Regions from separate parts of the Athene noctua genome. Here region 1 is linked to region 2. The links are chromatin contacts, called in public Hi-C maps. All regions are on one chromosome and are shown on one strand. Each heading gives the region's core, a stretch centred on a gene start, on an enhancer-like site or on the middle of the called end of the contact. The rest is flanking DNA. Distances are from core to core; before and after follow the strand shown. Region 1 holds the start of PLCD1 (phospholipase C delta 1). Region 2 holds the start of CTDSPL (CTD small phosphatase like).

Evidence for each region. A called contact is a pair of places that touch in the nucleus more often than the background predicts.
Region 1: a Hi-C map of liver shows a contact between it and region 2, with 4 times the contacts expected there. The contact joins the promoter of PLCD1 here to the promoter of CTDSPL in region 2. A contact is called at or near these places in 2 of 2 Hi-C or Micro-C datasets (heart and liver).

The regions. Positions count from the first base shown.
Region 1 is chr2:108,228,742-108,231,688 of bAthNoc1.hap1.1, reverse strand. It overlaps PLCD1 (phospholipase C delta 1), which reads left to right and starts at 1,665. Exons shown (of 15, transcript XM_074899849.1): 1 at 1,665-1,933. The coding sequence starts at 1,900.
Region 2 is chr2:108,027,053-108,029,760 of bAthNoc1.hap1.1, reverse strand. It overlaps CTDSPL (CTD small phosphatase like), which reads right to left and starts at 1,320. Exons shown (of 7, transcript XM_074899843.1): 1 at 801-1,320. The coding sequence starts at 876.

The DNA.
Region 1 (2,947 bases), core at 416-2,915, 200 kb before region 2:
AAGGCACTGATGAGACCTGTGCTGTGTGATCTCTGTTTCGGGGTGTTTGCTGCAGGATATCACCAGCTCTGATGGTGACTGCTGTACTTTCCGATGAACGCAAGAAATGCAAGGCTGGTTGAGCGCCAGCTTGCTCTGAGCACTCATACAGTGTCAAGCCCATCAAGGATTTAGGAATGGTGATGACTCAGTTTAGGGTGACAGAAAGGACCCACAGCGCTCAAAGCAGCCTAAATGGCTGGAGTTTCCAGTCTGGCTGACTCATCCACCAGCCTCTTGTACACTCCCTCCAGTGCTCTTCCCCATCAGCTGAAAGGGTGAGGGGTTTTCATGGTGTCCTCCAGAAATCCCCCTGCCTTACGGTCCCATTGCCTTGAGGCTTTTAAGGCTGTACGAGGAATCTCTTGGGTGCCTCCAGCTGCTCTCCTGTCTGCCAGCACCTGACCTTGCTGCCAAACAGTTTGCCCCTGCCCAAGTCAATGTCTCCTTGTCTGTGAGTTTGCAAAAGGGCTGCTCCTTTGTGGGTCCTTTGGAAAGTGTCTAGTGGGAGATGAGCCCCCCCATGCCATACTGGTGTCCATGAGGTAGAGAGTGGGCTTTTGAGGAGTCATGAGCTGAATCTCTGCTTTTTTTTTCTCCACTTGTTTGGTTTTGTGATTTTTATACTAGCATGGGGAATTTTGCTATATTAGGGTAGTTTTCTTAGGTGGTGGCAGCAGCCTTATATCTGTGGACTGTAAAGCTATCTGAGAGCAACATCTGGGCTGTCAAAGGAGCTGCCCAGTTCTGGCAGGGAGGGACAAACAGTCCTAGTCCCAAAGTATTTTTTACCATGTGTGTCCCATATCTGTCACCATCAGAGAGAGACTTTTCTGTCAGTGGAGCTGCCAGGTTTACAGCTGCTGAGGAGCGAGGCCTTTGAATCTGCCAAAAACTCCATCAATTGTTTGCATCAAGATAACCAGAAATGGAAATAAACAACAGAAAAACAATAACTGAAAACCTCCCCCAAATATTCAAGTAGAGGGAAACTTTATTTTCCCACACTAGATTCCCTTTCATTCCCCCTCCCTGTTTGCCAGCATCATCTTTCCACCCTTAAAAATATCTAATTCAAGAGTAGGGGACAGAGTGGAAGAAATCGGTTCCACCCAGTAAAAGCCCGTGGATCATGCAGGTTTTTCTGCTTTCTGTCTTGCTGTCTCAAATGCAAAGCTTGTAACTTCTGCTTTGAGCTCATGCCTCTGTGAGTGTTTGTGGTTACAGCTTCTATTTCTACATTGGCAAACTCTGACCTGTTTTTCTTTTCTTTTTCTTTTTTTTTTTTTTTTTCCCCTTGAAAAAAGAAATCTGCCCCCACCAGTGTCTAAAAGCTCTTTAGACCTAGACTCTGACCACTGGCATCTGTTCAAGGCCTTTTCCTTGATTTGGGGACCGTGAAGGAGAGATCTGCAGCACTCCGTGTCTTCTGGAAGCCTTGCCAGAAAGGAACGGAGCGTGAAAACGTGCCAGCAGCAGGAAAAGAAGCATCGTTGTCAAGCTGCGGCGGTAGCAAAATGCAGGAGGCTGGGCCAGCAGTGAAGACGCCAGATTTCAGCAGGGAGGAGCCAGGGCCAGCGCGGCGCTGGGGCTCGGGCGCTTGGCCTCAGTCGATGCGCTGGGCAGGCGGTGGCCTGCGGATGCGGGAGAGAGATAAATGAGGAGTCATAGCGAAGACGCATTTCCAGCCAAGGCGAAGGAGGAGGCCTCTCCGAAGGGAGCTGACGTTGGGGATTACTGGAGCAGAGAGCAGGGGGAGCCTGGCCGGTCTGGCTTCCACCCCGGGCCAGCCCTAACATCTGGGCACAGCTGTTTTCCTGGAGCCTTTTCTGCTGCTGCACATCGGCTTGTTTTGCAGCAATGGAATCGAATGGCACTTTCCTCGCTTGCAACAGTAAGTCTGTAGAAATGTCCTTGCTTTTCAGCTCTCTTATCTTGTCCAAGAGCTTTATTTTTCTACTCTCTTCTCTCTGTCCTCTGCCTCCCCATTCTCTCATTTGGAAGTAGTGCGGCGTTTAGTCAGTGTTACAGAGAGATGACCGATTTTTCTGTTGGTAGAAAGGGTTTCTTGGCTGGACAAGCATCTGCAAGTCCAGAAAAGTTGATCCAAATCTCCTCCCCTTTATGGTGAAACTCAAGGTGGGACGGATGCTCAACTGAGGAAACTCTCTGGGCTCTGGTGAAGACAGCAGAGCCAGGATAAATTACCTAGGCTCAAGATCTGCCCCTAAGACTCTTTAAATGTTAAATACAAAAAAAATTAAAATATTTCTAAAAAAGAAGAAATCCTCTCTGCCCTTCCAGCAAGTGAGAGTTAAGTAAGATTCAACTGGTACCAAGATTGAGAGACTTGTCTGACAGACGGGGTAATGAAATATCCCTTATTCCCTTGTCTGACTTTAATATATTGCTTTATTACCTCCTCACTGTATTTTACTTACTCTGATGAGCAGAAACAACTCAAGGCTGTGATAGCTACAGATTGAAAAGAAGATATTGTGATCCCACAGAAATGGGAAAAGTCTACAGTGATTGTTTTTAGTTCATGAGATAGGTGCTTTCTTACTATCAATGAGCTATAAACAAAAATAAACTTATAGAGCAATAAGTGATGGACCATAAACATAATCAGTTTAGCATTATCAGAAGAAATGTGAAAAGATTCCCCCAGGCTCAAGAAATCTTCCCTCTTATTTTCCCAGATGCTCGAAATCTGGCAGGAAGGTGAAACAGAGGTTAATGTTATACTTTCTGTAGGTATCTCATTCATTATACAACCACTGGGGAAAGAATGCTAAGAAATACATCTGGAACTATTAAAATATTTCCTATTGTTGCCTGTGGGTCATTTTTCGGTGAATATTATTTAGTCTTCGGTGGTTAGGAACCAAGGAGAATTCAGTGGCTG
Region 2 (2,708 bases), core at 71-2,570:
TTCTCATCGCCAACTGCAAGGACAAAACCACTTACAGCCCAAGATGCCTCTGAGCTTCTGAAAGTAAACGAGGTTAAGGGCAATCATCACCACCTAGACTTTTGAGGAGCAGCAGCTCCTCCGGCCAAGCTGAATTCCTCTTATTTTGGAGTAAAATGTAACAAGTGTGATGTCTTATGCAAAGCAACAACTACTTATCTCCAGAGTATAAGAGAGCCTGCTCTTAGAAGTAGCCCATGTTTCTTTCTGAGACGCACAAGTATGCTCCAACAACAAACCTGAAAGCTACAGATTCTTAAATGTTAGTTATGAAGAAATAGAGGAAAAAAGAGGGTAATCAGGAAACCTTTCCTTGCGAAAAAATTGGGGAAAAAATCTTAAAACTTTCAGCAGACTCCAAAACCTTCCACCACATCCAGCACAGGTATCCCCTCCCTGAAGCAGGGTACTAACTGCATAGTGACCACCTTACGAAGTTACCTCATCGACCCTCAAGGAGCAAGAGTATTTTATTTAAATAACTGCTGATTAAAGTTAATATTCAAATGCTGTAACAAGTTCTCAGCTGTATCCAGCAAGTAGTTTCAGCGCCCTTCATGCAAATATTTTCATCCCACAAAAAAAAAAAAACCAACCCAACAAGCCCTCCTCTATTCCCAGCAGCCTAGAGAGACGATTATATGGTCGCTGAAGAATGCAAGTTGTTACTACGTGCATTTTTAAGCAGTGATTTCCAGAAAAAAACAAAACACAACACCAAAAAAACAAACAAACATGAAGAAAGAGAGAAGGCAGCTCACCTTTATCCTGAGTGCAGGATAGGATCTCCTCCTCTTTGGGGTTAGTCACCTGGGTGATAATGGACGGGTTGTCCATGGAAACAGAGTGAGATTCCACCTGGCTATTTCCCTCCCAGAGGCAGGCTTGTGTGCGGGGGGGATTTGTTTGTTTGTTTAAAAATCAATATGCTGATTTGTATTTAAAAAAGAAAAAAAAAAAAACAAACAACAAAAAAACACAACTCCTCCAGGAGCGAAGCCAAGCTGGGGGGGGGGGGGGGGGAAGGGGGAAGGGGGGGAAGGGGGGAGCACCGCGCTTAGGGGCCCCTCCGGTAGCGCTGCCACCGCCGCCTCCTCCAGGCGCCAATTCTCCACGGAGGCGGAGGGGGAGGGGGGGGGGGGAGGCGAATCAACCCCCCCCTTAAAAAAACTAGTAATTAATCCAATTCACCCTTCCGGGAAGCCCTCCGCAACGTCCCCCCCGAGCCCCCGCCGGAGCCGCCGCCGCCGCCTCCCGAGGCGGGGGAAGTGCCCCCGGCCCTCCGCGCCGCACCTCCCCCCGCAGCCAGCCCCCGCCTCACACCGCCCCCCGCATCCACCTGAGCCGCCCCGCGGGGCCTCCCCCGAGCGCGTCCCCCGGTACAGCCTCCCGCTCCCTACATACCCCCCCCCGCCGCCGCCGCCCTCCTCCTCGCTTATCTCATCCCCGCGCCCCCCTGCCCCGGCCCCGGCCCCGGCCCCGGCCCCCCTCACACCTCCGCCCCGGCCCTCCCTCCCCCCCACCCCCCTTCCCGCGGGCAGCGCTGCGGGCTCAGCGGAGCGACGCCGCGCCGCCCCCTCCTCCTCCTCCTCCTCCTCCTCCTCCTCCTCCTCCTCCTCCTCCGCCCCCCTTTCCCGGGTCACGGGCCGCCGCCGTGCGCGGGCGCGGAGGGAAGCGCGGTGCAAGGGGAGGAAGGGAGGGGAAAGGGGCCGAGCCGAGCCGCGCCGCGCGCCCCGGCCGCGCTCCCCGCGCTGCGCCACAGCCCCGCCGCCGCGCTCGCAGCCTGTCAGCCCGCCCGGCGCGGCCCGCGCCCCGCCCCGCCCCGCCCCCGCGCCGCGGGACGCTCCAACATGGAGGCGGGGAGCGGGCAGCGCCCGGGCCCCGCTGCGCGGTAAACAAGGAGGCGTGGCCACGGCGGCGGGGGCGTGGCCACGGCGGCGGGGGCGGGGCGAGGCGCCTGCGGAGCCGGCGCGCTGGGGGCGGGGCGTGGCGGGGCGCTGGGGGCGGCTATTGTTGCTGCGTACAAAAGGCTTTCTTCCCCCTTTACCGCGAGGAGGGGGCGGGGCCAGCGGCGGGGCGGGGCGGGGCGGGGCGGGGCGGGGCGGGGCGGGGCGGGGCGGGGCGGGGCGGGGCGGGGCGGGGCGGGGCGGCCCTCGCTCATTTGAAGGGGCCCTCGGAGCTGTGAGGCCTTAGGGAGGCGGGAAAGGGGTTTGTGCGCCCTTTCTCCCTAGCCCGCCTCCCCAGTCCTACTGTGTCCTCGCTGGGCCGAGCAGGAGCTGGTTTCCTTCGGGAACAGGTCTAAGTTGTCTGAGGAGGAGGTGTGGGGAGTGAAATATTTTTACAAGTGGCCATGAGGTGTTTTTCAGAGGTGAGTGTGTGACTAGAAAGTACCAAGGGCAGTCTTGGCAGATTCTTTCAGAGAAAGTACTTTTTATTTTTTTCCTTGAGCATCTTGAAAAGCGTGTCTGACTCTCCAGGAATTCCCAATACTGCTGTTTGCTGGTGCATCAGGAGACCGCACAGCATATGTGCCCCGCTTCTTCTGCCCTTCTCAAGCGCTTGCTGTTGGCCAGGGTCATGCGCATGGTGGTGGGGAAGGTAGGTGGGAGAGCTCACCCAGAGTAAGAGCTCTTTTATTGGGCTGTCAGTGTGTAAAATCAAGAGAAAAC